2 separate regions of the Mus musculus genome follow, and region 1 is linked to region 2. The links are chromatin contacts, called in public Micro-C maps. All regions are on one chromosome and are shown on one strand. The core of a region is the stretch at or near the end of the contact, and the rest is flanking DNA. Distances in the headings are between cores, read along the strand shown. Region 1 holds the start of Celrr (cerebellum expressed regulatory RNA). Region 2 has its middle 27 kb from the start of Gm34352.

Evidence for each region. A called contact is a pair of places that touch in the nucleus more often than the background predicts.
Region 1: a Micro-C map of embryonic stem cells shows a contact between it and region 2, with 3 times the contacts expected there. The contact joins the promoter of Celrr here to the enhancer-like site in region 2. A contact is called at or near these places in 1 of 39 promoter capture datasets (embryonic stem cells), 2 of 484 Hi-C or Micro-C datasets (embryonic stem cells and nephron progenitors), 9 of 115 datasets of contacts at active chromatin or transcription factors (bone marrow-derived dendritic cells, embryonic basal ganglia, embryonic fibroblasts and 3 more) and 1 of 9 other capture datasets (embryonic stem cells).

The regions. Positions count from the first base shown.
Region 1 is chr1:121,085,859-121,088,778 of GRCm38.p6, reverse strand. It overlaps Celrr (cerebellum expressed regulatory RNA), which reads right to left and starts at 1,374. Exons shown (of 3, transcript NR_110450.1): 1 at 1,223-1,374.
Region 2 is chr1:120,642,049-120,645,059 of GRCm38.p6, reverse strand. It overlaps a transcript of 2610027F03Rik not described here. Among named protein-coding and RNA genes, the nearest start is that of Gm34352, 27 kb to the right of the region's middle. Within about 2 kb of position 1,474, at least 24 of the 459 cell types and tissues checked have an H3K27ac peak or open chromatin away from gene starts, as enhancers often do. A contact at or near this core is called in embryonic basal ganglia and embryonic stem cells, where this site is marked.

The sequences.
Region 1 (2,920 bases), core at 125-2,624, 440 kb before region 2:
GGATTCATTGAGTTTATATTTCTAGGTCATAGTCCATCACTGAGGGAAGTCAGGACAGGAGCTCAAACAGGAACATGAAGTAGAGACCATTGGAAAACCTGGTTGCTGGCTCGAAAGCTCATGCTTAGCTAGACTTCTTACCCAGCACAAGGCCACCAGCCCAGGTAAAAGTGCTGCCCAAAGTGAGCTTGCCCCTCCTAAATCAATTAACAATCAAGAAAACTCCCCACAGACCTCCCATAAGCTAATCCTATCTGAGGCTCCTAGGTTGTGCCAAGTCGACAATCAAAGCTAACTAGGTCAATAGTAAAAACTTTCCCAAACATGACTTCTAGCCTTCAATATGCAGTTAATATAAGCAGCAAAGTATAGGTGACTTTCCATAACTCTAAACTATTAAAACAAGGAAGACTAAGTTCATTGTATCTGGAAAATGGAGGCACAATGTATAATCAACGAAACTGTTAAAAAATTAGAATTATATGTAATTTGAAGTTCTGCCTCGATGCAACAGCCCTCCTGTCTGTGAGGGTTCTGAGCAGAAAAGCTATTATTTCCCACTTATGAACCACAAATGGGCTGAAGATATTTGCATACCTTTTTTATACATAATATATACCGGCACTCTAACCTCTGATTCTTCTTACTAAATTCCATTTAATTTGCCATTAATTAGTAAATTGTTATGTGAAATGCCTGCAAAGCATCTTGGGTGAACTGGCCCTGGCATGATGACTATTCTTCTGCGAGCTATCTGAAATTGTTATTGCTGAGCAATTTCCATGAAAATAGGAGGGCCTGCGAGCTGTTCTTTTAAAATCAGAATAAAATGAACTAAATGGAGGAGAACAAATAAAAGCAATAATAAATCAAGGACAAAAGACAGGAAACTTGTCTCCCCCAAAAAAGTATCTAAGAAGTGCATTAGCCTCTTGTGGATTCAGGTGCTTCCTTGACTCGGAGTGAGGCTGGGAACAAACACAGCAGCGGCAAAGACTGGTCCAGAGGAAACCTGAGAAATACCATTAACGTTCGCATTAAGGGTCTTCTGAAGGGTGGGGATGTGCCTCTGCGGGAGCTGGTTACCAGCAAGGCCTCTTCCTTCTCTAGGACACACTGAGCACATTAACCCATTCAAGGTCAGTTGCAGATCATGGACACCCCCCGCCCCACCCCCATTTCTTTTCTCCCCTTCTTCCACTTACAGCCAGTGCAAACTCACCTTCACTTTAGAGTGGACTTTTGCCTTCAAATTGCTTCCCTGGTAAACTCTCTTTTGGCCTCCTCCGGAACCAAGCCCAGAAGAAAGGGGAGCCTCTGTCCTTCCACCCTCCCTTCCCTGCCTGCTCCTCTGCTGGGTTTCAATGGCTGAATGAACAGTGTGTTAGGTTCACTGAACTTGGTGTTGGCTAGGGTTCTGTGCAGAGACAAAGTCAGCTTCCAGGCCAATTTCCATATGAAAGCAGCTGAGGTCTCTTTCCCATTTTGGAATTCCAGGCAGCACTAGGCTTCTCCATTCCCACCCCCACATCCCAACCCACTCCTAATCTCCACCCACTCCAACTTCTCTGGCTAGGGATAGCTCTCACCAGTTACTGGAGCCTGAGAGAGAGAGAGCAACCTTGAACAAAACAAAACAAAACAAAACAAAACAAAACACAGACTACACTTGCTTCCTATTTCCTGGGGTCAGAGGTAGAAGAGTCTGCCTATTAGGGTATAAGGTGGACGGTGGACAGAAGCCGGTATGTGAGGTCCTACTTAGGAGTAGGAGTAAGTGGAAACAGAAAGGTTTCTTCAATGCTGTTTTGAAGAAAATTGTAATTTCCACTGCCAACTATTTAAGAGCAAACACAACCCACTAAGACTTGCCCTGGCTGTCTGTAAATTGGGTGTTTGGTCTTTGGTGAATGGCTTCAAAATTCTTGTTTCCTTTCCAAGGTGTGGTTTCATCAACCTAAAAAATCCATAAGCGCAGGGCTCGTTTGGAACCACTGAAAGCCTGTTGGCAAATAATACCCTCAGACTAGAAGGCACTCACGAATGCCCAGAACTGGGCAAGGTTGATGCAACAGGGCCCTCACATCCTCCTGTCTTTCACTCTCACCTTCAGAAGTTGCCAGAGGCCTGGAGAGATGGCTCAGTTGGTAGAGTGCTTGCTGTGTAAGTGTGAGGACCCGAGTTCGGATCACTGGGACCCATATAAGTCACTGGACAGTATTTGTATAACCAGCCATGAGGCAGACAAGAGAATCCCCCAAAGCTGGTGGACTGGCTTTCCTGGCATGTTACAAGGCTAGACATCACAAAAAGATACTGGCTCAAACTAGGAGGACATAGGTTGTCTTCTGACTTACACACACACACACACACACACACACACACACACACACACACACACACAAAAGCGCACGCAAATTCATCACACACAGACATCAAGGTTAAAAAATAAAGAAGTTGCTAGTGTTCAAATCAGCTTTTATCCACTGGCTTGCATTACTTAGTATTAGTTCCTCCCATTTCCATACCTGGTCATACTGCAGTTACACTTCAAACAACACTTTGCCTCTCCCGATTGTGAAAGAGTAAAGTGCAGTGTCTAAGGGGCCGTGGTGAAACACATGCTGGTATTGCTTTCGTTATGTCTCCTAAGAACTGTCAGTTCAATAACAGTGCAACTGTCTGCAGGATGATTTATACAGCTGTAATATAATATGAATGCCACAAAATCATGATAGAATCCATGCCTTTGGTGGGAGAACTAACATGGTCATGTCAGCATATGTGTGTGTGTGTGTGTGTGTGAATATTTGGAGAGGGTTGTCTATTGTGGTTTTTAAACTTCTCCACCCCATGTAGAGGTCAGCTAACAACCTAGGTTATCATCAGTCTTCTCCTTCCATCTTGCTTAAGAGAAGGT
Region 2 (3,011 bases), core at 225-2,724:
GACATAGATCTTCCAACTCAAACTGTGTCTAAAGTAGATAAGGCTGAGGCTGCCAGAAGGTGTGGCCTAAGGCCTTGGCTGCAGGAAGACTGATGTTGGGTCCAGAAAGTGAATTGAGAAGCCCATTTCCCTCCAGGCCTGCTTAGCTCCATTCCAAAATACATCTGCCAGCCCTGTAGCTAGGCTTCCCCCTGGCTCTGGGTGGTGGGGAAGTTCTAATTTAAAACTGTTGCCTAGTGTCCTCCTAAGCCATGCCCTACTCTAAAAAAGAAGAAGAAAGAAGAAGATGAGAAAAAAACCTCTCGCCCATTCAGGCAACAGCTGGAAGGCTTGGCTGAATGGCGTGCTTCAATGTGGAAGGTCACAGGATACTGATCTAAGCACTGAGGAGGTTTGCTCACCCAACTGTTGACACTCTGTAAACGCGACAGGCGGGGCTGGTGTGGGCATCTGAGGAAGGAAGCCCCCACCCCACCCCCAACCAGAGAAAGAATAGGAAGCAACTTCTATTCAACACTCACAGGGGTGCCCCGGGAGGGCCCCTCCATCCAGGCTAAAGCCACCAGGCCCATTCCCTGCCTCCAAGTTACCTTGTATTATAACAGGATTAAAGTATATTTAGCTCAGCCATTAGCATATTTGAGCCCCCATTTTGGTCTACTTAAGGCTTCCGGTAGCCTTTGATCAGGTCTGCGTTCTGCTGGTCAACAGAAGAACCCCAGCATGCCCTGTTGGGGGGAAGGAGGGGGGAGACAGTCAGACTGTGAAATTCCCGGAATGCTCCAATATTCTATTGTTTTCCTTAAACGGCCCAGTTTACACCCAGAGTTGGGGGGGGGGGTGGCGAGAACCAATAATAATTAGGTCTTCCTAGGAAGAGGAGAGAAAGGATTTGTGCTCTCCTAAGAAAAGGAGGGGAGGGGGAACCCTATAATTTCTACAGTGTCTGCCTTTTTATTGCTTTCATTTGCATATAAATTAAATCCATATTGTAGCTTTAAGGCAAGCGGGGCTTAGAATTCCACACAGCCTGGGGTCCTATTGTCTTACAGCCAGTTCTAGGCGGTGGGAGCAAAATGAAAGGGAAGGGCCAGGCACGGGAAAGAGAAAGTCAGTTCTGTAGCGGTTTTAATTGCTTGTTTGTTTTCTCCACCAATTACAGGCAAATTAATATTTAAACTTTGGGAGGCTGTAAGGAAAATGCTTACAATGTTAAGTTGGATGCGGGGGAGGGGGGACGGGGGGGGGAGGAAAGCTTTGGTCCTAGCTTTCCTGCAGCTGAGATTTCATTGTAGTAAATTTTAAAAAAAAATCATTTCTTCTCTTGCCCGCACACTGAGACTCAATTGCACTTCCGCGATGAGATGGGGTAGAGAGGTGTCAGTTGTCCTAGTAGGCCCTGGCCGATGCCTTACTAGGCTCTCCACTGACCACACACCTGCACCTGCTTAGACCATGCAACGGATGGAATCCAGGCTTTCTGCCCGCTAAGCAGCAGACCACGGCGTGCATGCTCAACTGTCTGCCAATGATATAGGAAGAGTGGTCCTAGTCTAAATACTGGAGAGCTCTGCCCAGGAGCCTTCTGATCCCGATAAAGCTTGTTTCACAAACCCTTACCTTACTGTAGCAAATTCCTCGATATGCAAGTGGTAATGGAGGAAAGATCTGCAGAGGCTGCAGAGACCAGGAATATGCAGAGGGAAGCCCTTCAGATTTTCACCCTAAAAACACTCCAGACACTGCGGAAGGAACTCGGTGGCAGAGAGGACGCACACGCACGTGCACACACAGAGAAGGGTTCTGGGGCGGGGGGCACCACAAACATTGAAAAGCAAACAACAGGCTTGAAAATGGCCACATTTTTGGATTTTTGCCTGATCAATTTGTTGAATACAGGAAAGGTCCTGATGAAAAGTAATGAATCAGCTGTTGAGACAGCAGCCAAGCCCAGCAACTTTAGTTCCATCCTCAGACCCAACATTTCTAGAACCAGTTCCTGGAAGTTGTCTTTTGATTTCCATACATGCACCATGGCACTGCATGTGTGCATGCATGGAGAGAAAGAGAGAGAGAGAGAGAGAGTACCTACACAGAGAAAGAGGGAGAGAACACACACACATAAATGTAAATAAAATATTTCGTTGAATTCTAACCAGTGTCCTAACAGCAGGAAGCCACGACTAAGTCTGACATTCCCCTTTTTCTATTTTCCTTTTGTTAAATTTACTCGTTTACTTTGAGACAGGGCCTCATGTATCGCAGTTTGGCCTGAAACTCTCTGTGTGGTAGATGACCACAGCTTTAACACTCCTGCCTCCACCTTTGAGTGCTGGGGTTACCTTGTGCACCATCGATGCCAGGATTCTGTAGTACTAGGGAGGAAACCAGGGCTTCCTGAATCCTGGGCAAGTCCTCTACAAATTGAACTGTAATGCATCTCCAACCTCTGACTGAGCCCCACACAGGGCTCTGTGGACTGTCTTCGGTCTCTGTGCCTCCCTTCTCAGAGGTCTAATGTGGGGAAAGGGTTGAGCCAGCATTCACCCTCAATACCTGCCCCCCCCCCCGTCCTGGACTCCCTCTGCTAAGATCCCTAAGATCTGCCTTCTCCATCCTCTGCCAGGGCCAACCTCTGCTAGAGGCTCTGTCTGTCTTTTGTCCGTACTTTCTTCTATTTCATCATGTTACCTTCCAAGAAATATGGCCACATTGATTCAGACTCCTCAGCATAGCTTCCCCTTCCGTTTCTACTTTGTAGCTTGAAAATGTCTATAGTTTCCCCATAGGGAGAACATATACACACACTTCCACTGAAGTCTTATATATTCAATTTTCTGGCCTCTTGGGCTACTCCAAACACTCCAAGTTCCTCAATGATCTAAACAGGATCTCTGGGCTCAGTCTCTCTCTCTCTCTCTCTCTCTCTCTCTCTCTCTCTCTCTCTCTCTCTCTCTCTCTCTCTGCGTGTGTGTGTGTGTGTGTGTGTGTGTGTGTGTGTGTACAAGCTC